Linked DNA regions of Siniperca chuatsi: region 1 is linked to region 2. Evidence: chromatin contacts called from public Hi-C data. All regions are on one chromosome and are shown on one strand. Each heading gives the region's core, a stretch centred on a gene start, on an enhancer-like site or on the middle of the called end of the contact. The rest is flanking DNA. Distances are from core to core; before and after follow the strand shown.

Evidence for each region. Hi-C and Micro-C count contacts between places; a contact is called where the count stands out from the background.
Region 1: a contact with region 2 is called in a Hi-C map of liver, with 4 times the contacts expected there. The contact joins the enhancer-like site here to the promoter of LOC122888753 in region 2. A contact is called at or near these places in 3 of 3 Hi-C or Micro-C datasets (liver, skeletal muscle and an unstated tissue).

The regions. Positions count from the first base shown.
Region 1 is chrLG14:18,429,364-18,432,264 of ASM2008510v1, forward strand. It overlaps LOC122888408 (NEDD4 family-interacting protein 1-like), which reads right to left. Exons shown (of 7, transcript XM_044222828.1): 7 at 2,605-2,901. Among protein-coding and RNA genes, the nearest start is that of LOC122888408, 10 kb to the right of the region's middle. Within about 2 kb of position 1,623, the one cell type or tissue checked has an H3K27ac peak away from gene starts, as active enhancers do. A contact at or near this core is called in liver, where this site is marked.
Region 2 is chrLG14:18,316,850-18,319,549 of ASM2008510v1, forward strand. LOC122888753 (putative fibroblast growth factor 1) reads left to right here and starts at 1,353. Exons shown (of 4, transcript XM_044223568.1): 1 at 1,353-1,496. The coding sequence starts at 1,455.

The DNA.
Region 1 (2,901 bases), core at 373-2,872, 110 kb after region 2:
ACTGGATCACTTATGATGGATATTTTCTGAAGACACAGTCAAAATCAGCCACTATTCACCACACTCTTAATTAAAGGAGTAATTTGACATTCTGGCAAATAAATTCACTTTTTTGCCGAAAGTTAAATGAGAAAATCGATACCACTCTCACGTATGTGTGGTAAATATGTAGCTGAAGCCAGCAGCCAGTTAGCTTTAGCTTAGCATAAAGACTAGCTAGTCTGGCTCTGTCCAACAGTAACAAAATGCGTCTACCAGCGTGAAGCTCACTAATTAACGTGTTATATCTCGTTTGTTTAAGTCATACAAAAAACCTGTGGAAAAACGAAACTTTGCCTCTTGAGAGGGAGTATGTGCAAGACTATTTCTTGGCTGGGACCAGTTGCTAGGCAACCAGCAGAGACTACAGAAAATGATTAGTCTTTATGTTAAGCTAAACTAACCAGCGAGTGGTGTCCATCTTCTCATTAACTCTCAACAAGAAAGCAAATACGCGTATTCCCCAAAATATCAAACTAGTCTATCATAGTATAATATTAGATATCTATAATAGAAAACATTTTGACATGTCACAGTAGGAAAAACACAGATGTAAATAATAAAATGAATGATGTCTGAATTCCATTTAGCTGCTTCAGTTTCAGGATCCTGGTGTTGTGCATGCTGGCTTACTGTCACACTGCCACACTGCCATGACTTACTGGGACACTTGAATACAACAGAGCCATCACACACACCTGTGCTTTTCCTACTATGACAAGTCAAAATGTCTGCTGTGAAGGCCTATTCTCAAACAGCAGTTTACTCACTCAGTGCTTATTAAATTCTGCAGTCAAGTCAGATAAATCACACAAATAGCATTATACATATTACAAATATCAGACCCGAAAAAGTGCATATATATTTTCTGCATATTAAGGTTAAAAAAAAGATTTTTAAACTAGCCTGGTGTAGTATTTACCTGTTGACCATAAAAATCACAACCTCTGAACAAACCTGAGTAGTTTATAGGAAAAAGCAGTTTAAAGACCCCTAGTCTCCCTATTTTTTCAGGGGGAGGAGGGGTTCCTAAACATATCGTATGCCTTTATCAGCTATTGTAAATTCAAATTGTCTTTGCACAAAAAGTCTAACAGAAGCCAGAAAAGAAAAGCTTGTCTCTTTGGAAAGAGGTTCTCACTCCCAGGTTCTGTAAATCAGAAAGCCGCCTCTTATCTTTTGATAGCTAAAACATGCGAGCAGTGCAGGCACTTGGCTAGCACACATAATTCCCATCAATTACTTCAAGAAATACTTCCGTCTGTAAATCGAGGGCAGCTGACAAGACACAGACAGCTCTTGGCACAATGGAGTTATTTTATGAATGACATCTGGATAACAAGAACACCTGCACTGGGTGACCCTGCTGGAGCAGAGGAGGAATGACGTTAGAGAAGGATTCAAGCGGATTGAGGCTGAATTTGTGTAAGATGTGGACGATAAGGAATTTTGTTGTTTGTGTGCTTTGCCAGAATTTACAGCTGAAACACTGTCATTGATTAAACCCGTCTGCACCTGGCAAAATGAAGCTTGTTTATCCAAGGTCATGTGGTGACGTGGTGGTTCACTGATGGTCTGGTATATGACCTTTGCCCTATTTGTCTTTTTCTCTCTCCCACCTTTACGGGCTATTTGTGCTGTGTAAAATCTAAGAAATGAACACAAAATGATCTTAAAGTACTCAAGTAATGAATTTTCTAAAGCTGAGACCGTTTAAAGTTCACATTTGCAGCCCAGAGCTACTGAACATCTGTAATTTCTGACCGGCAGCTGTTTTTATTTTTCCAAAGTGCACAATGCAAAAGAAGAAATTACTTCAGGAAATCTGATTTTCAAAAAATAAATAAATAAATAAAAATCACCAGTGGTGCAGCAACTCAGAAGTAAAAAAACAGAAAATCTATAGTTCATAAGGGATGAGAAACAATTGTTAAAAATATCAACCAACATGCTGTTGTCAAACTTGTGTCAAATTCAGAATTTCCTGTCATCATATGCTCTTGGGAATAGTTTAATCATATGCTGTAAAATAATCCTTTTAGTGAATTGAGTGACATGTCCCCCCCATGCCCTGTGAAAGATGACCTGAATGGAGTCAAAGTCATATCAACTGAGCACCACTAGAGGCCAATATCCAGCCATGATGGGGTGGAGAGACCGGCGAGATGATGTGTCACTATGTGACTGTAAAAGTTTCCAGTGAAACCAAAGACTGTTTCAGTTGGTGTGACATGTCTTCCAGGTGGGGTGACCTTCACTTCCTGTTCCAACTGCATGGAAAAACACTGCTGACATGTATAATTTAGCCACCAGCAGTAAATCATCTCGATTCTTGACACACACACACACACACACACACACACACACACACACACACACACACACACACACACACACACACACACACGTGTCTCATGTGTGTTAAATTTAGCATGGTTAAGTACATCTCATGTCAGTAACTGAACATCATGGTCAGCTAGATGTCCTCTCTCTGTGGCTGAAGACTGTTGGCTCTCCACATTTCCGAAGCCTCCACACACCGAAGCCACACTCTTAAATACTAAACATGGTAGATTGTGTTTTTATTTAGGTCCAGTAAGGTCATGAGGGTGAGGAGTTCAAATTAAACTTGGTTAAAGTCTAAAACAATGTATCATCCACTGACAGAATATAATTTCTTGATGTATCTCTCTAATTTAGGCATTTTGGAGATAAAACCACATCATTTGAAAATGTCAGTCTTAATGATTTTGAGAGGGGGAATCAAGCTTCTTTTGTCAATCTTTTAAATTACTTTCCTAAAGTCAAGACACCTGAGCTTGCAGCCCAGAGAACAACAGCATGGCTGGATTTTAATGTTTG
Region 2 (2,700 bases), core at 103-2,602:
TATGAATGAATAGGCAGCCAAACTGATTTTTTTACTGCGATAGTGGACCTATTCTGCCATCTCCTGGTACATAGAGGTAAAGCATCTATTTCCAGCAAACAAGCTCAGCGATGAACAGGTGAAAGAAAAGTAGGTCAGGCTCTCCACTTTTTGGCAGTGTAGTCACTCTTTTTTGTCTTATGTCTCATGATTTTAAGTGTGTTTTTAAAATGCAGATGTACTGTAGAGGATGAATTATAGAGAGAAGAGTTTCCATTAGAATGAGACAGAGGCGAGGCAACCACTGTAAATAATTCACTCAGCCTGCGCACTGCTGCTGTTTATTGTCATGCAAGTGCGAGACAGCAACAGTGAAAGTGTGCAAAAATAGATACTGAGATTGCTGCATTCTTAGAAGCCATTTTTTCATCATTTTGAGAAATGTCAACACCCCACAGTACGTATCGAAATATATATTTTTAAACTGAGTGCATTCAAATGCTTTTAATGTGTCCTGCAAAATTATGATTTATAAACCACTACCATCATTTATCCTCCAGTGAGTTAAAGTTATTCTCTGATCACAATAATAGGTTTGTATTCAATTTCTTCTTACATTCATACTGTTATATCTTTTTGGCTTTTTCTTGTCAGGAGCTGCTTGGATGTCAGTGACAGTCTGAAGCACAGTTTGTTTGCAGACAGAAACTATCCAGAAAGTATATCAGCATTGCCGTTTGCTCACTCCTGTTGGGGTCCTAATTACAAAACTGGAATCTGAGAGGCGGAGTGGCACTGATGATCAATTACATTTTTTAAAAACAGAAAACAAATTCTGCCTTTCATTTATGAAGTATTGTATCTGAAATCAAACATCATCGTCCCCTGACCTCATGCCTCTTATGTCTGTACCTGCATGTATGTATTGAGGACATTTACTGTATGTGCGATTATTTATTGTCAAATGTGTTTTTATTTTTGACGAGTAGATATTTTAACTTTGCAGGAATGCAAAGCAACTATCCTTTGCACTGTCGCCACTGGGCTAAGGTACTGGCATTATGTAAGATTAATTCTGGGAACTGAAGTCATCTGCTTTGTGTCTTTTATAAATGTTTATATTGTGTTGCTCGCCAGTGTCTCCAGGAGGACAGTGCTATAAGAATGTATCAGCGCTCAGTCAGACAGGCAGCCCTGCTCATTTCCAGGCTCTGGCTGGATCCCACGGCCTGGACACTTGCGTCACACTGTCTCAGTCTCTCTCTAGTCTAGAGCAGTAATTTTAGTCCTGACGTTGGCCTGTTAAAATGAGTCCTCTGACGTTGTTAGAAGGGTGGTGGGGGGGTACAAATACAGGCATACACACTATAGTCCAGCCACTTCTCTGGTAGAGAAAAGAGGAAGAAAGTTTGGCACAAAAGGCACAAGGAGCCGGTTTCACCCAAACCTCAGTAAAAAGAGGAAAAGAGAAGGACATGCTGGCACATCTGGGGCACTGTCACATGACTTTCTCACAGGTAGGTGACTGACTCACTAGATCAGAGGAGCTTTGTTGTTTGTGTGGGAACTTTTTTCTTGCTAGTAATCACCTCTGCTGATTCATTAATAACAGATCTTTGATGACAGGAAAGCAAGGTGATACTGATCTTACTGTACTATCTTACTCTACTTTAGCCCAAACACAATCCCCTTCAACTATCTTCCCCCGATCCAAACATACACACTGGTTCAATCTCTCCTCCCACGCATTCCGAACGTTGACTTGGTCAATGGTTGGACTTTTAATGTCATTCCCACCAGAAGCTCTGTCCAAAGGTCCCTGTGGACCAGTCTGGCTCTAACTGGCTTCTCAAAGCCTGTAATACAACGTCCTGGTCGTGTTCTTAGGAAAAGTCGGCTGTGAGTGGGTAGGCCTTACATTCCTCTTGTGGCTTTGCACTGGTCTGTCTTTCACTTTCCTTCTCCCTCTCTCATTCCTCTCTTCCTCCCTCTGTTTCTTATGCCTCTCCAAGACATTCCAGATGTGGGCTAGCCTGGCTCTATTGCAGTTATACTCTACCTCTGGCTACAAATGATAACAAAGACCAGAGTTGTACAGTACCACTGCTTGGCTGGGTCCTTCACTGCTTCCCTGCTCCTTTTCTATTTGACAGGACAGACTTAATGACAGCCACTGCTGCTCTGGGATCGCTACCCTCCAGGATATTGAGATTACACTGACATTGTGGCTTTAAAGTGGGCTTGATTGTTTTTTGGATAAGCTTTTGAGGAAGCAGACAGTCCAAGGGTAAGCCTGACAGGGCTGGATGGATTCAAGTTCCACAAGTGGAAAGATTTCAAGTGTTTGGCTGCTGGAGATTTGTTTGACTGTAAAATGTAGTCAGCTAAAGCCAACTGAATTCAGGGTGTTAATACAAAACATTTTTGCCTCAAACAATGTGAGGAAAATGGCTATTGTGTTTCACTTGTAGATTACAATGTGATGTGTCAAACTGTAGCATATACTTATTAGACTACTGCTGGCACTTGCAACATTTCCAGCAGGGAGTAAAACCATTAGAGCAAATTTTCTGTCCTTCGTCCACATGTTTATTTTGTTGTCTGGCCTTGCACTGATTCCAGGTGAAAGTTACATCACTGCATCTGGAAATTATTACCACAAAGAAAGAATCTAAGTGATGTTCGGTCGGAAAACAAGTTTGGTCATGTGGCGGCTCTGCC